Regions from separate parts of the Rattus norvegicus genome. Here region 2 is linked to region 1. The links are chromatin contacts, called in public Hi-C maps. All regions are on one chromosome and are shown on one strand. Each heading gives the region's core, a stretch centred on a gene start, on an enhancer-like site or on the middle of the called end of the contact. The rest is flanking DNA. Distances are from core to core; before and after follow the strand shown. Region 1 holds the start of Xpo4 (exportin 4). Region 2 holds the start of Sap18 (Sin3A associated protein 18).

Evidence for each region. A called contact is a pair of places that touch in the nucleus more often than the background predicts.
Region 2: a Hi-C map of kidney shows a contact between it and region 1, with 2.6 times the contacts expected there. The contact joins the promoter of Sap18 here to the promoter of Xpo4 in region 1. A contact is called at or near these places in 4 of 12 Hi-C or Micro-C datasets (the A7r5 cell line, Schwann cells, kidney and 1 more).

Annotation. Positions count from the first base shown.
Region 1 is chr15:35,920,645-35,926,647 of GRCr8, reverse strand. Xpo4 (exportin 4) reads left to right here and starts at 3,386. Exons shown (of 23, transcript NM_001395629.1): 1 at 3,386-3,468. The coding sequence starts at 3,400.
Region 2 is chr15:36,053,864-36,060,796 of GRCr8, reverse strand. Sap18 (Sin3A associated protein 18) reads right to left here and starts at 2,013. Exons shown (of 4, transcript NM_001033685.2): 1 at 1,882-2,013; 2 at 1,644-1,753. The coding sequence starts at 2,010.

The DNA of each region.
Region 1 (6,003 bases), core at 2,137-4,636:
ATGCCTGCCTGCCTGCCGTTGCCATGCTCTCCACCATGATGGTAATGGACTCAACTCTGAAACTGTAAGTCAGCCCTCAATTACATAGTTTTTTCTTTCTATAATGTACTTATTTTTATGTGCACTGGTGTTTTGTCTATGCATGTTTATGTGAGGGTATTGTATTCTAGAAGTACTGAAAGACCCCCGGAGCGGGGAGACCCTCACTCAAGTCTCGGGATGATGCGACCCCCCAAGAACTCACGAGAGACCGATCTTGATGCAATCACATGAGGTTTATTGATAGGGACAACAGAAACCAGTGCACTGGGGTCGAGACTCGTATCCCACACAGGGGTAGAGGAGTTCGACCTCGAATGGTTGGAAGAAGGGGTATTTAAAGGAAAACCCATACCGAATCACAAGGAAGAACCTCCTGCTTCTCATGATTGTTCTTTAAGATTTTAATCTAACTTTATGGTTAACCAGTTCCTGCTACTATGGTCAGCTGCTATTATGGTTAGCTAGTTCCTGGAACAAAGTGGCTGAACCAGCTGGTGCAATTACTCTTTCTGTGATCAGCTAGTTCCTGGAACAGGCAGTTCCAGGGCCTGCTTTTGGCTTTAACTTTTGTCTAGGGGGCAATTTTAAACTTTTTCCTTTCCGTACAAACAGCTGTGAGCTGTCATGTGGGTGCTGGGAATTCAATCTGGGTTCTCTAAAAGAGCAGTTAGTGCTCTTAACCACTGAGCCATCTATCTCTTCAGCCCCACATACTTTCCTTTCTAAGACTTGCCTCGGTCATGGTGTCTCCTCATAGCAATAGAGCAGTGACTATGACTAAGACAGTGTTCCAGCACTGCAAAACGTTTATAAGTAAAATCTCAATCTTCTTCGAGTATTCAAGCACGTCAGTGACCAGTCTTAAAAACTGGGTAACACAATGGCAGAATATGTAACTTTTTTTGAAAAGATTTATTTATTTATTATATATAAGTACACTGTAGCTGTCTTCAGACACACCAGAAGAGGCATCAGATCTCATTACAGATGGTTGTGAGCCATCATGTGGTTGCTGGGATTTGAACTCAGGACCGCTGGAAGAGCTGTCAGTGCTCTTAAGAGCTGACAGTGCTCTTAACCATTAAGCCATCTCTCCAGCCCTAAATGTAACTTTTACTGGCCAACTGTAATTGTTATCTTGGAGGCTTACTGCTGAATAAACATCTTTTCTAGCTCTTTCTTTCTGAACTCTGGCTGGCTGGTTCAACTCTGCTGTTTTGGCCCAAACTCCTCTTCAAGCTTACAGATTAAAATGGTTTCTTAGCCTGACTGAAGTGCTCTGATTGGCCTCAAACTAACTCTGGCAATCTGTTCCAAACTTCTGCCTCCTTCTTATTCCCCGGCTCCTTCTGTCTTCTCCCTGCAACCTTAAAGAAACATAAACACAGTCCTAAAACCTAACTGAGAAGTGTACAAGAGCGAAAACATCATGAGACATATATGCAATATTAGAAAGTAGGAGAAGAGATAAAAATATTACTTACAGAGTGGATAGTTTTGTTTTATTTGAATGTGCATTGGTGCTTTGCCCTTATGCACCTGCCTTTGCACATCAACCATTAATCAAGAAACTGCCCCACAAATTTGCTCACAGGCTAATTTGATGCAAGTAATATTTCAGTTAAGACCCCTTCCCCTGTGTGTCCAGTTGATAAAAACCAACCAATACAGTGTATGTTATGGCTGTATGGAGGAGGACAAGGTTGCAGAGGTCAGAGGGCAGCTTTACAGTCAGTTCTCTCTATCTGCTGTGCATTTAGGACTGAAGTTAGGTCCTCACCCTAGTACTTCAAGCTCTTTATCTGCTGAGCCAATTGGCTGGCCCAGGTTCACAAAAATCTTAACAGGAAAAACACCATTAACAGCATTTTAACCAACTTTGCCATCTGGCAATGAAATGAAAGGCACTTTACTTCTCAAGCACTAAAACATATCACTAATTTACTCTCTCAAAACTACAGATGTGAAAAAACTCCAAACCAAACAAACAAAAACCAAAATACAACTGGTCATGCCTTTAATGCCAGCACAGAGGAGGCAGAGGCAGGTGGATCTTTGTGTTTGAGGCTGGCCTGGTCTACAGCGTGAATAGAAAAGTCCTGTTTTTGTTTTTGTTTAAAAGGCTCCGAGGGTGGGTGGGGTGAAGAGAAGAAATTACATCTGTTTCAATAGTGATGCAATTCTGGGGGCTAGATGGCTTACTGGTTAAAAGCACTGGCTGCAACTCCAGGGGACTCAGGGTCAATTCCCAGCACCCACAGGCAGCTTTCAACTGTCTATAACTCCAGTTCCCGGGGATCTGACACTCTCACACAGACATGCACACAAAACTCCAATGCACATAAAGTTAAAAATAAATCATTTAAAAATTAATGCAATTCTATTTCTGAGACACAAAACCTCAAAAGCGGGCTGGGTAGACTTACAAATCTCTGGGAAAACCAGGAAGACTTCAACAGAAGGAACTCACAAACGTGGATTTACCCCCAGAAAGCAGAACAGGCGATCAACAAAACTCAGAAAAGGAAGATGTCAGGTCGAAACAATAAAATGCTTCAACTAGACTACCTCTTTTGAACATTGAACTAGCTAAATGCCAGGTTCACCTCCCTGGACGTAGACTTACAAAAACAAAACCCTAAAGAACGGGAGAGAAGACAGCGCGTTGCAGTTACTGCAACGCACCTTTTCTCGCAGATTCTGTACTTAGCATTGCTATTATAACTTCTGAAGCACAAAGCTGTCGACAGCTGAGCTCTTACTGGATTCAGGAAGCCAGGTGATTAAGGAGAGGATTTCAATCAAGAAAACCAGGCGAGCCACCCTCGGATGCCCCTTCCTCACAGCAGAAGGAACCACGGAGCAGGAGGCACGAAACGCTGATTCTGGCCGTAGGCGCACCTTTAGGAGAGCGCTTCCAAGGCTAAGAAATCCTGCTCCACGATGGACAGCCTACGCTAGCGAAAAGAGCACGGCAGGACAGCCGCACCGTAACCGGCAGCTACAGGGCTGCGCGGCTTGGATCCAGGACCGCGCGGCCCGCACGCAGCAGGGAACCACGCATGCGCAGAGCCCAGAGCCGCGCGGGATGCCCGGCCACGGCTGACAGAGCCAACCGCCCGGCCTCGCCCGGTGCCGGCTGCCGCCGCTCTCATTCCAGCGCCGCGACCGGGATCACGCTTGTCTCCTCTCAGCTGCTCAGGACTCGGCGGTCCCGTCAGGCCGCTGAGGGCGCGACGCCGACGGCGGCTGCGACAGCCCCGGAGGCGCGAGAGGCGCCGGGGTCGCAGCGGCGATTGGCCGGCTGCGGCGCCTGCTCCCATAATGCAGCGCATGGCGCGTCATTGAAGAGAGACCATGATGGCGGCGGCGCTGGGGCCCCCAGAAGTGATCGCTCAGCTGGAGAACGCGGCCAAAGTTCTGATGGTGAGGACGCCGGGCCGGGAGAACCGCGGGATCAGTGGGACTCCGGCTGGCTCTCCCGGGTCAGGCCTGCTGTCCGCTGGGTTGGTGGCCGGGAAGGGCCTTGGGATGAACCCTGAAGTGGAGATGGTGGTGGCGTGGCGTAGGTTTCTCCATCCTACTTTCCTCCTTCTTGGTTCTTTACTTTCTAGTGCTGTGTACTTCCCTGACCGCCTTGTTTCTCAGCCTGGCATTGGGGTGTAGTGGTGTAAGATGGAGAGTTTCCTGTGCCCCCAGCTTCGCTTTATACCGCGCTGGACAGACTGGGTAGCAGAGCAAGCAAGGCACGGGATGAACCCCGCAGGACTTGGGTCAGGGAACATTCTTGGGACTGTGTGCATGACGCTGGGGAGTTGATTCTGTTAGGGGAGGGATGGCATAGTCTGGGTGCTGTTAGCAACCCTGGTTCCCTTGTGCACCGGGTCCCCTAGCTCTTTGCCTGACATGCAGGCAGTTCTGGGTAACCGCAGCAGGCGGCACGTGGACGGACCGGCAGGAGGGAGGGAGGCTAATCTTTAGGACCAAGGTCGTTGGGGCAAAACTTGGTTCAAGACTGAGCTCCTTGTGGGTTTCGCGTTTTGGAAAACTGACTCTGTGGTACTCATTAGCTGAAGTCTTAACAACTACCACTAAATAGTTTGATGAAGGTGTTTGAGCAGGACGAGTCCGAATTATAAACAATATTCTACACAGGGAGCAAAAGTAAGGATAAACTATGTTCAGTTACTCAATAAACTGTGTGTCTTAATGCTTGCTGGCTCAGCTTGATTTCTTTCTTTCATTCATTTTTTTTTTTGGTTGTAAATTATATGACGACTGCATTTGTAGATTTTTTTTTTAACGTAGAGGTTTATTACTTGAAATGACTTAGACTTTTTAACAACTTTTCCCCACATCTTTTTTTTTTTTTTTTTTTCCGGAGCTGAGGACCGAACCCAGGGCCTTGTGCTTGCTAGGCAAGCGCTCTACCACTGTGCTAAATCCCCAACCCGACTTTTTAACAACTAAATGCAGCCAGATTTTTTTTTTTAATCTGAACTTTATTACTTTAAGGGTAGTGTTAAGGATTGTTCTGGAGCATCATATTTAGATATTTTAGTTAAGACCTGGAGAGACGGCTCAGTAGTTAAGAGTACATGCTGCTCTTCCAGAGGACCTGAGCAGTTTCCCAGGACCTATGTCTGGTTCAGCCAATTTGTAACTCCAGTTCCAGGGGCATCTGCACTGACATGCATGTACCCATATTCATAATTAAAATTAATGTTAAAACATTTAAAAAACAATATTTGAGCCAATTCCAGAGTAGTTATTAGTACTACCCATTAAGTTTTGTCTTCACATACAATGTCAGATGCTTTGGCTTTTAGAAAGTGAGAAGAGGGGCTGGGAAGTTGGCTCAGGGGTTAAAGAGCACTTGTCCCTTTAGCCAGGACCTTGCTCAGTACACGTGATTTACAACGGTCCCTGACTCCAGTTTCAGAGTATCTGATGACCTCCTCAGGCCATGCAGATAAAACACATAAATCTTTTAAAAGTATGGAGTAAAAACTTAAGTTTAATAAAAGTTTACCAAAATCCTCAAATACAGCACCCCTGAAAATACCAGATTTCCTAGGGGATAGGGTACTGTTTTTAATTAGATTCTGGATCCAAAGAACAGTGCTCCAGTGTTTAAGTTGATAGGTCAGTTGATGGTGTTTAGCATTAGCCTGATGGAACTTAGTATTTGTGATTGGCAATGTATCGTTTCTCTTCCTGGTAAGGCTAATTTTTATCAACTGTTTAGAGATGGGTAAGAAAAATGATACTACTGTTGTGTTGAGTGCTAGAGTTTGGGTTCTATATTATGAGGCCTGTAGTAGCTTTGCACTGTCGAGAGAAACAGGTTCAAAGCAGTAGGTCACGAGAAATGTAGTGATGAAACTGATCCATTGCTTAGTTCACCAGATTCCCATTTCAGAATTTAGAATTCAGGCTAGGTTAGAACTCATTATGTTTGTAGCCCATGCTGGCCTTGACATTTTTGTGGTCCTGCTTCAGGCTTCAGTGCTGCATCACAGGCATGAGCTACAATCCTATCACTTTTTTTAAAAAAGATTTATTTATGTGAATACACTGTCGGCTGTCTTTGTTCACACCAGAAGAGGGCATCAGATCCCATTACAGATGGTTGTGAGCCACCATGTGGTTGCTGGGAATTGAACTCAGGACCTCTGGAAGAGCAGTCGGTGCTCCTAACTGCTGAGCCATCTCTCCAGCCCAGTCCTATAAATTTTTAACTGTTAATTTTTAGTTCAACATGTTATTTCTTTTTTTTTTTTTTTTTTTTTTTTTTTTTTTTTTTTTCGGAGCTGGGGACCGAACCCAGGGCCTTGCGCTTCCTAGGCAAGCGCTCTACCACTGAGCTAAATCCCCAACCCCCAACATGTTATTTCTTAATATGGTCCTTTTAAGGTTATGGAGTAAGATGTCAAGCACGAAGTATTATAACAGACCTAT
Region 2 (6,933 bases), core at 764-3,263, 140 kb before region 1:
AGCTCCAGAGATCTGACACCCACTTCTGACCTCAGTAGACACCAGGCGTTTATATGTGCACACACATATGTATGAAAGTAAAACACCCATGTCCATAGACATAAAAATAAGTTAAAATTTGAAAGATATAATACCAAAACTGACACAAAAATATATAGTTCACAGTATGCATAGTTCAAGTAAAATCTTATTTTTTCAGAACTGTATGTAGTTCATTGTGGAACCAAATAAGTTGTAAAACTTCAGAGAAAAAGACAGTTACTTTCTTTTTTTTTTTTTTTTTTTGACAGTTACTTTCTTATGTAATTATGCAGCTAAATTTTACTTAGCCAGAATTCCTATTCTATTCCACAATTAACTCTCACGTTTTGCATTTTGCCCCTAGTGAATGTCAATGCTGGCATAAACTCTGGAGTGATATAATTCTGAGTTTCTTTTGAGGCAACTTTTAAAGTAAAGAAGCTTTTCTAGACTGGGTTGCCCTGGCAGAGGGCTGGCTCTCACAGGGAGAGTCCCAAGAGCAGATGCTGTAGGGTGTGGACAATAAACACTACAACAGTCTTTAAAGTAAAAAACTTTACCGTTCCAAGATTTTGACATCCATGTGGCTCTGGAACAATCTCTCCAAACAGATAACCCTCTCTGGAAAGCTGAGCTCACCTTATAGAAAAGCAGTTCTTGATATCATCGAGATGTAAGGAAAGTCCTGGCAAGCTGCAAAACTTATTTGTTGAGATACAGAGAATTGTAGTATTGAGAAAGTGGCTTACATCAGGCTGTTAAAAGTTCTCCCTTATAAATTCAACCACTAGCTCGTGTTTTGGGGCTGGGGTGGGGTTGTTTGTCTGTTTTCTGAGACAAGGACTCTTCGAGTCTGACTGGCCTCAAACTCAAGAGGTCCGCTTGCAATAGGAAATTACCGTTTGCTTAAAAGGTGCAGAGTTCCTGGTTGTGAAGTGTGTGAAAAGGTTTAAGAAGAAGACCTTCGAGGTTGGGGATTTAGCTCAGTGGTAGAGCACTTGCCTAGCAAGCGCAAGGCCCTGGGTTCGGTCCCCAGCTCCGAGAAAAAAAAAGAAAAAAGAAAACCTTCAAAAGTTTTAAGTGGCCAATTATGTGTTGTATATCTTACCACCGCAACAACAACAACAACAAAAATATATTAAAGTTAGCCTTTGCTGCTTTCCCAAAGCCATCAGTGTCAACCGGACACAATACGAAGGACAAGCGGGTAACGGTCCTAGCTGAGTGGGCAGCAAGGCAGGTACTCGGAGATAAAACACTTGGACAGCCGTTTTCACTGAGCACACACCAAACGCGTTTACACCGAGGGCCGGAGCAGAAAGGACTCGGGTGTGATGGTGCTTTTTAATATTTTGGTGCTACCAGACTTGAGGCTTCCTATTGCCTACGCTCCGAGAACATAATATACTCAACAGCCGACTCCCAGTCATCTACCATCTTCTCTGCCGCATTTTAAACTACGTATCATTCTGTACCAGGAGGCCACACGGTGAGAGCAAGACCGGTGAGTTCACTGTAACCTAACGTTTCACCCCACTCCTAAATGCGTTACACGGCGAGTAAGGCCGCCCTGTCAGTCCCTGAGGGCGCAGCCCGCAAGGCGCCGGGCCCGCGCGGCTCACCAGGTGTAGATCTGCAGCTCGCTCGAAGGCACGTTCCCGCGGGAGAACTCGTCCATTCGGTGGTGGCGGCCGTTGTTGGTGGTGAAGACCCGCAGCAGCAGCGGGCAGGTCTGGAAAGAAGCGGGGAGTCAGCCTCTGGCGCGCCATTTGGCCTTCCCGCCCACCCGTCCGCAGGCCGCGCCCGCCCGCCCGCCAGCCGGCCCGCCGCCTCTGCTCCGCAGCCGCCCGCGACCCGCACCTTCTCGCGGTCGATCGGCTTCTCCGGCTCCTTCTTAATTTCCTCCTGGGTAACGCGCGATTCCACCGCCATCTTCCTCCTTCGGCCCGGGAGACGCTCGCCCTGACCTCCGACCCCTGCGGCGAGCATGAGCTAGTCGTCTCTCGCGAGGAAAGGAGCGAGATTTTATAGCGGACGAGTGGCAGGGCGGGGCGTCGCTCGGCGCAAGCGCACTTTCTTATGTGTGTGGCCACACGCGCGCCGGCGCGTACGTGTTGCCCTGGGAGAGGGGCGGGACGGACGCATGCGCAATGGTCTACAGGCGTCTGTGGGGGGGGGGGAAACTTGTTTTGTTTTTTTTTTTTTTTTTCTTCTTTTTTTCGGAGCTGGGGACCGAACCCAGGGCCTTGCGCTTGCGCTAGCTAGGCAAGCGCTCTACCACTGAGCTAAATCCCCAACCCCAAGTCTTGTTTTCTTACACGTTCACTGTCCAAGTAAGCGTAACGTGACATTTTCATGCGTAATGATGAAAATGTGTAGCGAAGACGAAAAGCTTAAGAATATTCACACGACATGTAAAAATATGAACAAGGTAGTCATAGTGATGACAAACCGACTGGACTGATTTTATATGGACCGCTAAGGTAGACAGGTACTGCAAGGCCTGCAGCCAAATGATACCATTTCCGTAGGTGATGGGGTGAAACCATCTGTTTTGGGGCTGTGATGAACTGGGCTCTTTTTACGTAAAGCGAAATACAAGAGAAGCAAACCCAGTTGCGTGGTGGTACATTCCTTTAACCCCAGCATTCTGGAGGCAGGACAGGTGGATCTCTGTGAGTTCAAGGCCAACCTGGTCTACAGAGTGTCAGGACAGTCAGGGCTATGTAGAAAGAGCCTGTTTCAAGACAAAAACAAAACCTAAAAAAGTACTAGTGGGAAAGACTGATAGGAAAAAAAACAAAACAAAACAAAACCTTCACAATATGCTATAGAGAGTAAAACATTAACCCCACAGCTCCATTTTAAAGCAGTCGCTTTAAAAAAGAATCTAAACTAACAATACGCACATAATGTTCTGAATCTCACTACTGATCCATAGAGTTTGTTAAAGATCTGGTGACTGCTTTTAACAGATTGCTTTAAAAACAAGTCGGATGTAGCGTATGGACAAAAGATAGAACTGACGATAGTGGTTATAGGCCTTGACACTTCTGTGCTCTGGTGAGAAGGCAAGCTGAACACACACTTCGGATTCTCTAGGGTTATTTGATAGTCCTTACAATCCCTTCTTGCTGCTTAGACTCTAGAGACAATCTTTGCTAGGAGAATATTCAGAGGTGTCATGAGAATAGTCTTCACTTGCTATTCTTACAGAGGACCAGGTAACAGTTCTCTGCTTTTGTGGTATTTTGGTGAAGGATGTGGCTGCTTTTTGCCCTGTCTGAAGCATTTACCTGAGTCTGAGGTAAAGAGAAATGTGTTAATTGCATTGACAAAGAAAGTCTCAAAAAAGCCCAGCAGACACTTTGTTCTCTGTTTAAGTCTCTTGAAGAGTGTTTTAAGCAAGCATAGCAAGCTTAGAAAGGAAAAATATAAAATATATGGTATTAAAGGGGCACCAGGAAGTGAAATAGAGCTGAATCCTATTCTAGGAAATAGCAGATTAGGGGGTTTGGGGGGCATGATCCTACCCAGCTAAGTTTAGAACCAGACATGGTTGTACATACCTTTAGTCCCAGGAGACAAAGCCAAACATCTCTGAGTTCTAGGCCAGCCTGGGACAAACTAGTGAAGAAAAGCTTAACTCCAGATATGGTGGACCATACATTTAATCCCAGCATCACAGGAGACAGAGCCACCCAGATCTCTCAGTCGATCTACAGAGCTAGTTCCAGGAAAGCCAAGCATAGGCAGTGAGAGAGTTGGAAAACAGAAATAATAGAACAAGGGGACCTGGGGGAGGATGTTCCAGCCCCAGGAAGCAGCAGAACTCAGCAGCTTGGGCCATGTGGCCCTGGCTTTAGAGTCCAGAATAGAAGGGACCACTAGGACAACTGACGCTGGTGAGCTGGAGCTAAGAAATTAGTGTGATTAAGAAGAGACCAGCATCACTGAGGTGAAATCTTCTGGGAGGTGTTTTCTGGGAGCACAAAGAAGCTGTGTTCCAGAGATAGCCAAGGTTGTACCTCGTGCTGCAGCTGGACTTGGTAATGTGTAAGAATTACCCAGGTGATACTGGTTTTGAAGGCATGAAGGGGTCATGAAGAGCAGCTGAGGCTTGGCACTGTGAGAGGCCAGGGAAGGTCATTGGTGAAGGTGCAGCCTCAGTTGTAGTTGACAGCCCAGGACTGAAGGGATCAGGCAAAGGATTTGTGGCTCAGTCCCATGAAGAGAGCCCATGAGAGGCTATTGGTGAAGCCTAGCTGTAGCAGAAGACCCCAGAGTACTGGAGATGCCAGTACCATGGAATGACCACCAAGAACAGCAGTGGCAGTAGAATGGATCATCCTGAGCTTAGAGTGCTACAGAGGACATGCTAGACATGTGACACCAGCCCTTTGGAGGAGCTCAGAAGAGCATGTGTGGATCCCAGGCATTGGAACAAGAAGCTGTAACATTGAAGCTGCCTTAAAGACTCCAAGATTTTTGAGATGCCAGAGCCATAGGATATCTCCTGAGAAATGTTGCTAACAGGAAGTGGAACCAGCCCAGGAGAAGAAGTTTGTTGCAGTCAACAAAGATGAAAAGGGGGTTGGAGCCCTGAAGGCTTCTTTGACATCAGACATGGAGATGCAGAGTTTGGAGTTTGCCCAGCTGGTTTCCTGTCTTGCTTTGGGGATTACGGTTAAGTGATTGGATGAATCCCAGAAGAGACCTTGAACTTTGGACCTTTAACGTTATTGAGACTGCTATAGACTATGGGGACTTTGGAAGTTGGATTAAATGTGCTTTTTTATTATGTTATGTTTAGGTATGGCCCCCATAGACTCATGTGTTTGAACAAATGTATGGGGGCCAGGGAGTGGAATGTGATGGTTTGTATAAGCTTGGTCAAGGGAGTGGTGGCACTATTTAAAGGTGTGGCCTTGTTGGAGTAGATGTGTGTCACTATGGGCTTTAAGACAATCCTCCTAGCTTCCTGGAAGTCAGTATTCATCTAGCAGCCTTCAGATGAAGATGTAGAGCTCTCAGCTCCTCCTGCACCAGGTCTGCCTGGATGCTGCCATGTTCCCGCCTTGATGTTAATGGACTGAACCTCTGAACCTGTAAGCCAGCCCCAATTAAATGTTGTCCTTATAACACTTGCCTTGGGCTAGAGAGATGGCTCAGAGGTTAAGAGCACTGACTGCTCTTCCAAAGGTCCAGAGTTCAATTCCCAGCAACCACATGGTGGCTCACAACCATCTGTAATGGGATCTGATGCCCTCTTCTGGTGTGTCTGTGGATGGCTATAGTGTACTCATATGAAAATAAATAAATAACTTTTTTTTAAAAAAGAAAACTTGCCTTGGTCACGGTGTCTGTTCACAGCAGTAAAACCCTAACTAAGACTGATGGACACAGGTTAAGCACAGTGGGACTGCCCCGTCTGACCCCAAAATGATGGGTCCCTGTCATCATACATTTGTCCAGGCCATTAGAATACGTAAAACCAAGAGTGACCCTAAAATAAACTGTGGACCTGGGTAACTATGGAGGTACCTGGGACCTGTGGAGGTAACTATGTAACACAATAGCATAATGGACATATGGGACATAAAAGCAGAATGGATCCAGAGACTTGGGCATGGCTGGAGCAGCGAAGGAATGTAGAAAAGACAGAAGGACAGACACAGCAGGGCTGGGTGGTCTGCACTCTCGGATAGAAGGAAGCAGCACCCAGAAGCTTGGGCCTTCATAAAGTGGAACAGAAAGACAAGGCTACGCACCCAGCCAGACGAGGAGGCGGGGTTTGTGGTGTGCAGCTGGGTGGAGGAGACAGGTTTAGGTAGGAGCAGGCTCTGTAGAGGAGCAGGCTGTAAGTACCTGGGGAGAGAAAACTATGCGGGCACTTTCTGCACACACTATCAATGCTTGCATTTGGTCGCTAAAAAAAGCTCTGCTGGTTGTCTCTGGGCTTTACCCAGAAGGAAGGCTTTTCCAGTCCTCCATGGATCTGTGGCTCTGGGGTCCTTGACATGGCCATGACTATTTCAACAACAAACTTTTACTTGGGACATGACTCACCAGACCGTAACCCTTCAGCAGACTGTCCTGGTCGAGATCCTCTTTTTATTTATTTATTTCAAAGAAGTATTTATTTATTTATTATACATAAGTACACTGTAGCTGTCTTCAGATACACCAGAAGAGGGCATCGGATCACATTACAGATGGTTGTGAGCCACCATGTGTTTGCTGGGAACTGAACTCAGGACCTCTGGAAGAGCAGTCGGTGCTCTTAACCACTGAGTCATCTCTCCAGCTCCCTCTTTTTATTTTTGTTTATTATTATTTGATATATCTTTGTTTGTTATTGATGGAATATCATGTATAGCATGCAGTTCAACTGACCTTGTTTTTTTTTTAACCCTAAGTTCCTTTTTATATCACTTTTATTCATTAAAAAGTATTTTAAGATTTAAAAAATGATTTATGGTTATATGTGTGAGTGTATACCAGAGGCGTGCAGGTCCTCTCAGGACCCAGAAGAGGGCATTAAATCCATTGAAATGGTGATACATGGATGCTACCCATGTTCAGGGAGCTGCAGCAGGAGGATTGTCACAAGTTCAAGATGACATAGGAACTGCCAGACCTACGTGGAAAGACCATTTCAAAAGAAACCAAGCATCAACAAATAAAAACGAGAGAGAGAGAGAGAGAGAGAGAGAGAGAGAGAGAGGAATGCTTGTGGAGTGCAGTCTGCTTAAGTATCCCTTAGCAACTTTCCTCTCTTCCATAAACTTGCTAGAAATTGGTTATTAAATTAAAAAGCAAGATCAGATTTAAGTTTGAACTTTGGGACAAGAGTTGTCATGGTGAGGGGTTGGGGATTTAGCTCAGTGGTAGAGCGCTTGCCTAGCAGGC